2 separate regions of the Mus musculus genome follow, and region 2 is linked to region 1. Evidence: chromatin contacts called from public Hi-C data. All regions are on one chromosome and are shown on one strand. Each heading gives the region's core, a stretch centred on a gene start, on an enhancer-like site or on the middle of the called end of the contact. The rest is flanking DNA. Distances are from core to core; before and after follow the strand shown. Region 1 has its middle 120 kb from the start of Gm34768. Region 2 overlaps Itga8 (integrin alpha 8).

Region 1 (4,938 bases), core at 826-3,325:
AATTGGAAAAGTTCTGCTTGGTCCTGCCAAGGAAAGTAGCTAAGTAAGGGAAAACACAAGCAAGCACAAGGACCTCTGAAACGGTGTGGGGAGCACAGTCATTTTAAATCATTAACTTGCTCAGATGAACTCCCACAAATATCTTGAGAATTCTGGAAAGTTCATTTTTAATCTTCCAAGAAATACCAGGGTGAATTCTTACTTTGTAGCTCGATTACTAAGTTCATGTAAAATAAGTCAATACAAATGAGAAGATTCTCAAATCAACCTTATACATGGAATATGTGAATATTTATTGTATACATATTCATGTCTTAATATATGTACAGATGTGTGCAATGATTTAAAAGTATCCACATACACTAGGGTTGCACACATATTTAACAACACACTTGAGTATATAATATGTGTGTGTGCACATGCATGTACGCATGTATTTTAACTATGTAAAGGGTGATAGGATAATAGAAAAGCAGATTAGCCAAATGTTTATTCTCTCCTTTGTCATTAAAGGAGGCAAGGATGATATTTCCCAGCTGGATAACACTTCAGTAGAGTGACAGGCTGATAACAGAAAGAACAGAAATATGATTACTGTGCTTATCCTGAGCCCAGGAGCTGAAGGCTATGGTGTCCATGAATATGGAAAAAGGCACACAATGGTTAATTCTTGACCATCTTCCCCAGTCTACTGGAGATAACCAGGGAATGGAGAGCCACTGCAACCAGCTTGAGAGTTCTGGTTGCTAAGTAACCATGAACCAGAAGAGAAAGGACAGGAAAGACGGACAAGAATGTAGGAGAAATGCATGTGTATGGGCAAATATGGTAGACCAGATGTAAATCACATCTGACTTTAAATAATGCACCGGGCACCAGTATAGAAAATACCAGTTCACCTACTAGAATGTTGCAGATATTCTTCCAGACTTGATGTAATAGTTAAGCTAAAATTAAATAAGAATTTGAAAGCATTATAAGGTTCTTAAGAAAGATAGCACGCACAACTATACTGAAAATCTAAGCGTAATGATTTTATATATGTATTTTAGGATTTTCTGTCTGGAAAGTTGGGGAGTGGAGGTATTTATTATTTTCTTTATATTATCTAGTAATTTATAGTTAGGAGTAAATATACACTATTGAAAAAGGAAATGGAACTAACACTGTTAAGAAAACTGTTGTAGACATTTGCTTCTTAATTTGATCCCACACTGTAAGACACTTGAGAGCAAACAATATATTTACAGGAAGCTCATGAAATACTATGATGTTTTATATATTTATGTGAGGTACATAAAATATCCTAGGGTTTTACATATTTATTATGTCTAAGAATAAGGATCTTAGAAAGCCTATCAGCACTGAGTCTAAGGTCTAGCTTGGGATGGATGCATCAAGCCTGCACAGTATATCCCCATGGCAACAAGCACCCTCCAAAGAAGACCCCCAGAGTCTGGCAATTGTGGTTTGATGGCTATGTCACAGAGGCAACAAGCTTAGCAGCCTGACCTGATTCATCCTCTAATGAACAGATGGCTCACCGATGGCCAGAGCAGGAACTTTGAGTGCACACGTAGATGACTTCAGTTCCACTTTCTAGAAAGAAAAAAAGGCTTACAGTGACACTTCACTCCCGGAGACAGGCAGATACTTTCCCAATGGTCTTCATAAGGTTATGCTCTCAAAACAAGACACAAGGCAGCTGTTTGGGACACTGCCCTATCTACAGCGTCTCCCTGCTACACTCTGTTGGTGTTGGCACTAGGAAGTATCACAGGAGAATTCAGTTATCATAACACTGGGAAGACAGGGGACTAGGAAACAGCACCAGGAGGAAAGCCAACTCCTTTGATTTCTGGCCACCCTTGCCCTGGCTGTCACAGAATCTCCTAGCAGGCTGTGAATGCTGCCTGATATCGTTTCGGGCCCCAGGGCTTGATGATGCTTTGGGATTTTCAATCCTTTCAAGCATGTCTTGATGTCTTCCACTTTATACACTTCTGACCCTCTCTGCTCCATGACTTACTCGCTCATCTGCTGAAGATGCTCCTTCAACTTCCTTTAAAATAAATATGACCTCCCCTCACTCCGGCCCCCTTCTTCCTTCCAGGATGTGGCTGGCTGCCAGCAAGTCAAGGGTTGAGATCAAAGGGAAGTCACTGCTAAGCAAGGGAAAACACACATTGTCAGCTGCGGTCTTCCAGACAATGTGACTCACAAGAAGGGGTGACACAGAAAAAGGGGAGAGTAAAGACTTAGGATCGCTTCCCACCTCTTAGTCGTGATTGAATGAGGCTGGCCTGCTAACAGAAGGAAGGAAGCCATGTTCGTTGAGATTTATGACCAGAGTCTAGTGTTGCCTGCTGGAAATGTACTAAACACTGGACATAAATCTCTAACTTGGAGATCCCTGTTTCTTCTTGAGAAACTAAATCTCATCAACTAGACAGTATTTCCTTATCACACCTCGGCCCCAAAACAAAGGCGCAAAATGTCACCCAAAGTGATCTTTGCAGAGCCACTGAGATTCCTAATGCCCTGTTTAGTTGACTGCAGAATTTCTCACACTCTGCAGAGGTACCGCATGCCAAGGTTTTCTAAGTTGCAAGCCCCTTACTTTGATAAGCTGGGCAGCTAAGTCTACCATGGGGAAACAAGTGTCAGAAGGACTTTCTATGCTCTGTATCTGAGGCAAGACAAAGTTTTCCCTTCCCCTCAGGCTTCTTCAGAGAGTCGTTGTACACAACCTAGGATGTGTAATATGTGCATTTTAAAAAGAATTTTAAATTCTATTTTTAAGTAACAGGGTTTTTAAAAAAAGGAAATACATATAAAGAAACCAATAAAAATTATCTACGTCCACTCAAAAATTTCATGTCTACTAAAAGAATCCACATTTAAGAAATCACAAAAAAAGTCAGGCATGTGACCTGGAATAATAACCCCAGTGCTGGTGAGATGGACAAGCTGACCCCTGGTGCTCTCTGACCAATCACTCTAGCCTAACTAATACTTTTCCACAGTGGTGGTAACCCATAGTACATAGAGCTGGACCACTGCTCAGTCCAACTAGTACTTTATTTCATTTCTTTGAGATAAGACCTCTCTATCCCAAGCTGGTCTTGACCTCTTTATGTGGCCCAGGGTGGCCACCAACTCTCAATCCTCACACTTCAGCCTCCCAAGAGCTGGGGCTATAAGTATACATTATCATGCCTTGTTCTAACAAATGGTATTATTGTTGACTTTTAAAATCTTATTTTAATAAAATAATTTAAAACAATTAATTGACATTTTGTAGTAACTATTTTAAAATATGACAAATCAACAACTTTAAAATTAAAATATAAAAACCTTCTAAGAATGTAATGGTAGACAAGCGAGGAAGGCTTCTCACTGCTATGTAATTGGTGGAGAAATATCATACTGATCAAGAAATATCCATACTGATCAAGAACGGGCACCTGAGTTCCATTCCCAGAACTTATATAAGGTCAGGCTTTGTGATAGGTGAGTGTAATGCTGGTGCTAAGAAGGTAAAGACAAGATGATCCTTGGGGCAAACTAGCCCTGGTTACCCTTACAGAAGTAACAAACCCTACGTCCCAGGGAGGAACCTTGTCTCAAAGACAAGATGGCTGGTTCCTAAGAAACAATACACAGTGCTGACCTCTGGCCTAAATACATGTGTGTGCATGTACACCCACTTTACACACAATTAACTAAACATAGATATTAATAATTTTGGTAAAATAAACATGTTGTAAATTCCCACTTAGCCATTTTAAGCATTTAATTCATTCACAACGTTGTGTAGCCAGAATCTCTTGTTCTAGAATATTTTCCTCATCCTTGAAGGAAATCCTCTACCCACCAGCTCTCCAGTTTCCAAACCCCACTCCATCTCCTAACAAGATCCCGTTGACTTTCTAGCTTCGTGGCCATGTCTTTTCTGCACGTGGCACAGAGATGCAGTCACAGAGCGTGCATTTTGTAGCTGGCCTCACATACTTAGCATCTTGCATCCTCCTGAGATGAGACCTGGTGGCGAGCATCAGAGGGAGAACAAAATGGACCTGCCAGCTGCAGGACCAACCTTCACGTTAAGCTCCCAACTAGATTTCCTTTGCCAAATACAGTTTCGTCCTTGATTGCTCATGTTTGATGCAAACTAAATTTAGTATCCAAATCTTTCCTGAGCCTGTAAGATTGGTTTCACTTGAAATTTTGAAGTCAGTGACTCTCCTTCTGCTTGTAACACAGCACTGGGTTTGTGCCCATTTCTGTTGTACACTTTGTTCACGCAAGTTACAGAAAGCTCAAATGCACTAGACAACAAGAGGTTTATTGACGTGTGTGTTTGTGTGTGTGTGAGTGTTTGTGTGTGTGTTTAAAGCAATATCTAAAGATAAAATATTTACAGCATCATCCAGCGTTTGACTGGCATCTTCAATGGCAGATATTTATGTGGTTGTTCTTCCTTCCTTCCTCCCTTTCCTTCTTTCTCCCTGTCTTCTTTCTTTCTCTGATTCTCTGTCCTTTTGAAAGCTCCCTCCAACTCTTTCTTCCCCACCAAGGATAATGAGTTATTCAGTAGTTTCCAAAATAATTTCTTCCCCAATTTGTCCCAAGACAGAAAAGGACCACTGCTCCTCTAGTTCTGGCTTTAGGAAGACAGGAAAACTCCCCTAGTCTTCTGAACAGGTGTTCTTGTGTCTCACTGACTATGGCCACCTATCCTACAACTACGCCCACCTGGGCAGAACAAGAAACGTGGACTTGTATGTCAATATTTCACTCTAGGAACTGCCAAGGACACAGCAAATAATAGATTGTCGTAAAATATCTCTGTGAATTGGGTTTCTCTTAGGAGGAAAAGTTAGAAAAATTAAACTTTATAGGCTGCCTACAGGGTCTGCTATTGGGTTTACATTG
Region 2 (4,721 bases), core at 220-2,719, 260 kb before region 1:
CATGTGTGCACCACCTTCTATAGCACCACACCCCACTCCTGTTCTGAAACATGCATTCCCCCAAGTAAAAAGACCTAAAGCTGGTGGGCTTACCACCCACTGGGATCTATACCCAGGCTGCCCAGATATACAGTTTAAGGGGGATTATTCACAGCCCAGAAAGTAGAACAGGCTGTTTGCTGACAGAAATCTGTATTTCTCAGCTTGGCTCCCTGTCTTTTCAGGGTATCTTCAGGTTTGTCTACACTCCCAAATTACAGAAATAAATTAAAAGGAAATGCAAAGGGTGAACCTCTCTGTCTCTCATCCTATTTACCTCTCTCCCTTCTTCCTTCCTTGCTTCGCTTCTTTCCTCTCCAACATGCACATACTTACTTTTTCAACAACAATAAATTGAACTGAATAATTTATTCTGGGAAACTTCTGAATAAATGCATGGAAACTGAATTATTCAATCAATAAATACTTATGGACAACTTACAGTGTGCTGTCAATAATTCAAGAATTGAAGACTGCAGAGGAGAGACAGGATGTCTCTATGTGTGGAATTAATGTACTTTATCAAGGGGAAACCAATACATGGGAAAACTAGCATACTATCTCAGACAGTGGTTAGTGCTATTACAAAAAGGATGACAAGATAGTCACAGAGTCAGGTGATTTAGGAACCTGTTTCTTGGGGAGATGGGTATTTTAACTTTCACTTGAGCAATTAAGAGGGGAGCTCTCTCAGGGCTGAATAGCACAGTGGGTAGAAAATTTCAGAGAATGGGAAAAGCAATGGAAGTAAGGAAGCCTTAAAGACTAGGCATGTTCACAGGAGAGGGCATCACTGTGTCTTTCTCATAACAAAATCCACAGACTGAGGTTGTTTGAGACCACCTGGAGGCTATGCTGTCCCCTAGGACATGTAAGGACTGTTTTGTTTGTTTTTCTCCTTCTCCTCCTCTCTTGTTGTTGTTGTTGTTGTTGTTGTTGTTGTTGTTGTTGTTCTTCTTCTTCTTCTTCTTCTTCTTCTTCTTCTTCTTCTTCTTCTTCTCTTTTTCTTCTTCTTCTTCTTCCTCTTCTTCTCCTTCTTCTTTCTCCATAGATAAAATAACCATCATTGAGCAAATAGAGATTAATTGTTCAGTATGTGGTTGACATGGTTTGAATGTGTTCCACAGACTCAAGTGTCTAACACTCTAACCAATAGAGCACAGTAAAGAGAGCTTGTAGAAGTTTTAGGAGATGGGGATGGCAGGAAGAGGTTGGCTCCTGGGGGCAGGGGACTTTGAAAGTATAGCCAAGCCCTAGTTCTAGTCTCATGCAGTATGGTTCTTCACTGATGGGATGTGAATAGCCAAGTCACTTGACCTGGACTAGGCTCCTGCTGTTAACATGGCTTCTTCATCAGATACTGAATGGAAATCAGTGTCTCTTCCCTCCTGTGGCTTCTGTCAGTTATTTGGTCACAGTGGAAAGAAAAGGAAGTAACCCAATGTTGTTGAGACACATGGCTCTACGTGTCAGACTAAGCACAGCAACTCTACCACAGAGTGTAAGGATGAGTTCTGCATGTATAGTAAGCTCCATAAAGTTAAAAGACAAGAGAGAGAGAGAGAGAGAGAGAGAGAGAGAGAGAGAGAGAGAGAGAGAAGAGAGAGAGAGGGAGAGAGAGAGAGAGAGAGAGAGAGAGAGAGAGAGAGAGAGGGAGAGGGAGAGAGAGAGGAGAGAGATGTTTCCAACATATAAAATGATAGAAATCAATACTATATAACCAGTTATACAATCAGTAGAGTCAACATGTAAACAAGAAGATAAGCAAATGATATAAATGAGAAATTAATAGGGAGGGATGAATGGTCTACAAACATAAAAAGGTGATCAAAGATACTAATATTAAAGGAGCATAAAAACAAACAAATAACAACAAATCTGAGACACTGTTTCCCAGCCCAGTGGCTGGGAAACCCTTAATTGTCCTGAATAACGGACACTCCACCCCACCCTCTGATGAAACGGATTTTATAAGACTGCTCAGTGCCCACATATTTATTAATATCAAAATAAAAAGAAATAAAGACTTCTAGCCAAGTGAGATGGATACCCAAAACACACATGGCTATCTAATGGGATATAATACTACATAAGAATTAATAGGAATGAATTTGATTTATCTGTTGGCCAATCTATCCACCTGTCCACCAATGTAACTATCTACGTTTCTAGATACCTGTGTGTCTGTCTATACAGTTACCCCTTTATGGCTGTCTCTTACAGACTAGTTAAATGTGAAACACAAACACATTCAGCTACCTAAAGATCACAAAATGCTGTTTATCAATTTAAAAATATTCTGTCAAATGTTGGCAAACTACAACTAGATTTTGAACTATCTTTTCTTTCTATATTATTATTACACAGCCTGTAAGCTATGTATACTTTCAAAGTTTTAACTGGCTAACAATTTAAAGAATATTTTATTACACATAAAAATCATATGGAATTTCAGTTTCTGTGCCCATACATAAAATTCTTTGAGACTCAGCCACACCCAGTTTCCTCTGTCCTGTCTGTCATTTGATTTCACTATGAGTGTGTGCTTGGGCAGTTGTAACAGACTGTGGAAGATAGCAGTACCTGAAACATTTGTTGTCTGGCCCTTGACAGATACAGAGTCTGGATATATATTGTTCATGAAATTATTTACGTGCTTGTGCATGTATGTGTGAGTGCACACAGAGGCCAGAGCTCAATGTCAGCTGTCTTCTTTGTTCTTCACCTTACGTTTTTGAGACAGGGTCTCACTGAACCTGAAGCTCACTGATGTGGCTAAACTAGCTAGCCCAAGGATGTTCTTATTTCTCTCTCCTCAGTGCTGGGGTTACACGGGCTTGCAACCCCATCTGGCTTTGGTGTGGGTAATGGGGATCAAATTCAGTTCATTATGCCTGCAGGCTAGCCTTTTATTGACTGAGCTCTGTTCTTAGCTCTAGTATTATTTTACACACACACACACACACACACACACACACACACACACACAATTCGTGATGCTGACACATCTAGAGGAGGAAGTTTGGATGGGTAGAAAAGGAACTGTGATGTTTATGTATGTGAGAAATCTGAGACATTTTCAATTCTGTCCTGTGTGAACACGAGTGTGTGCTATATGGTCTCTGTACTTTTTCATACTAACTTTGTTGTTCTTTATAACTGAAAGATGCCCCCAGCTATGTATCTACATTTTATCTAAATTCTTCTACTGGTGGACAGTTAGTTAGGTTAGGACTATAACTTAGCTGCTGTGAATCATGCTGCAGGAATTTACAAGTGTCTTTGTGATGTGATGTGTCCCTTGGGTGAATACACAGGAGTGGTACAAACTTGGTCATACCAGTTTACTGACATGTTCTGTATAATAATGATGTATTCTCATTTCTTGGAGGAACCCCCATACTGTTTTCCATGGTGACTGAATTAGTTTATATGCCCATTAGCAGTGTATAAGAATTTCCATTTGCATAGGGCTTCCTATTGAATTTCTGTCTTCTGTGTACTGGTTTCAGAGTTCTTTATATATTAATTGCATTGTTGCTTCTTTTGAGAAAAGTTACATAAAATTTTACTTATTTATTAACCTTGTAAGTGGACTCCTGCCACTTGGGAAACTTTAAATTGCATACAGTGACTTGAAAGGTGTTTCCTAATTTTGGACTTTGTTTCACCTGTCTTTTGTAATCTTAGAGAGTTATTAAGATGGAGTGGTCTTTTTCATGTCTGTGCAGTGGACAACACTCTGGGTACCTGGGGTGACTCAGTACCTCCTTCTGCTCTGGAGGACATGAAGTCTGCCTGAAATACTCTGCCTTGTCATAAATGCCACAGTTAGGATTTGGGTTTGGACCTGGGTAGGAAAATAGAGTGCCCATTGCCTGTGGTAATTAGGCAAGAACTTATTACAGCATCTGAGAGCCTGTGAGCCCTGGGAAGAAAGCAGCTTCCACAGATCAAGGCGGCTAGGAGTGTGCAGATCAGAGACATGGCTGTCAGGAGGACATTTGGAGCTGCTAGGCTGGCCAAGCACCACATCTGCCACTGCTGAATCCCACGAATCTGCCTCCAGCTGCTACCAGGCTCCCCTGCTTCCCCCTGGCCAAATCTCCACTGAGCTGCTTGCTTATCCTGAATTATGCTCGTAAGAACGTCCTAGAAATGTCTCTCCACTTGGTACACTGATCTCCAGCTCCATCCATTTCCCCACAAAGGACATGACTTTACTTTCCAACTCAATAAAAATCTCATTGTGTAAAGGAGACACCTTTTGTCTCTCCACTTACCTGCTGGTAGGCATTCAGCCTTCCCTTGTCTTGGCTATTGTAGATAACACAGCTGTGGACAATGGTGTCCAGGTATCTCTGTGCAATTTTGACTTAGGATCTGTTGAGTAAATACCCAGGAGTGGTATCATATCGCTGGATGGTAGGGTGACTGATTTCCAAAGTGGTTGCATTTTTTTACACTTCCACCAAGAGTATAAGTGGGCTTCACTCCTCCTGAGTTCTTCCTGGCATTTGTCATTTGTTCCCCTCACAGCAGCCATTCTGGCTTGTGTGACATGAAATTTAGTACAGTTTTAATTTGCTTTTCCCTCCCAGTTAAAGATGTAGAGTTTTTGTTTGTTTGTTTGTTTGTTTGTTTTGTTTTTTAAATGCTCCTTGGCCACCTTGTCTTTTGAG

The links. A called contact is a pair of places that touch in the nucleus more often than the background predicts.
Region 2: a Hi-C map of bone marrow-derived macrophages shows a contact between it and region 1, with 20 read pairs. The contact joins two enhancer-like sites. A contact is called at or near these places in 8 of 39 promoter capture datasets (the 3T3-L1 cell line, the HPC-7 cell line, embryonic stem cells and 5 more), 5 of 484 Hi-C or Micro-C datasets (bone marrow-derived macrophages, embryonic fibroblasts, epiblasts and 1 more) and 3 of 115 datasets of contacts at active chromatin or transcription factors (bone marrow-derived macrophages, large pre-B cells and microglia).

What each region holds. Positions count from the first base shown.
Region 1 is chr2:12,020,803-12,025,740 of GRCm38.p6, reverse strand. No RefSeq gene overlaps it. Among named protein-coding and RNA genes, the nearest start is that of Gm34768, 120 kb to the right of the region's middle. Within about 2 kb of position 2,075, at least 22 of the 459 cell types and tissues checked have an H3K27ac peak or open chromatin away from gene starts, as enhancers often do. A contact at or near this core is called in bone marrow-derived macrophages, where this site is marked.
Region 2 is chr2:12,277,604-12,282,324 of GRCm38.p6, reverse strand. The region is part of intron 2 of Itga8 (integrin alpha 8); the gene reads left to right. Among named protein-coding and RNA genes, the nearest start is that of E030013I19Rik, 21 kb to the left of the region's middle. Within about 2 kb of position 1,469, at least 4 of the 459 cell types and tissues checked have an H3K27ac peak or open chromatin away from gene starts, as enhancers often do. A contact at or near this core is called in bone marrow-derived macrophages, where this site is marked.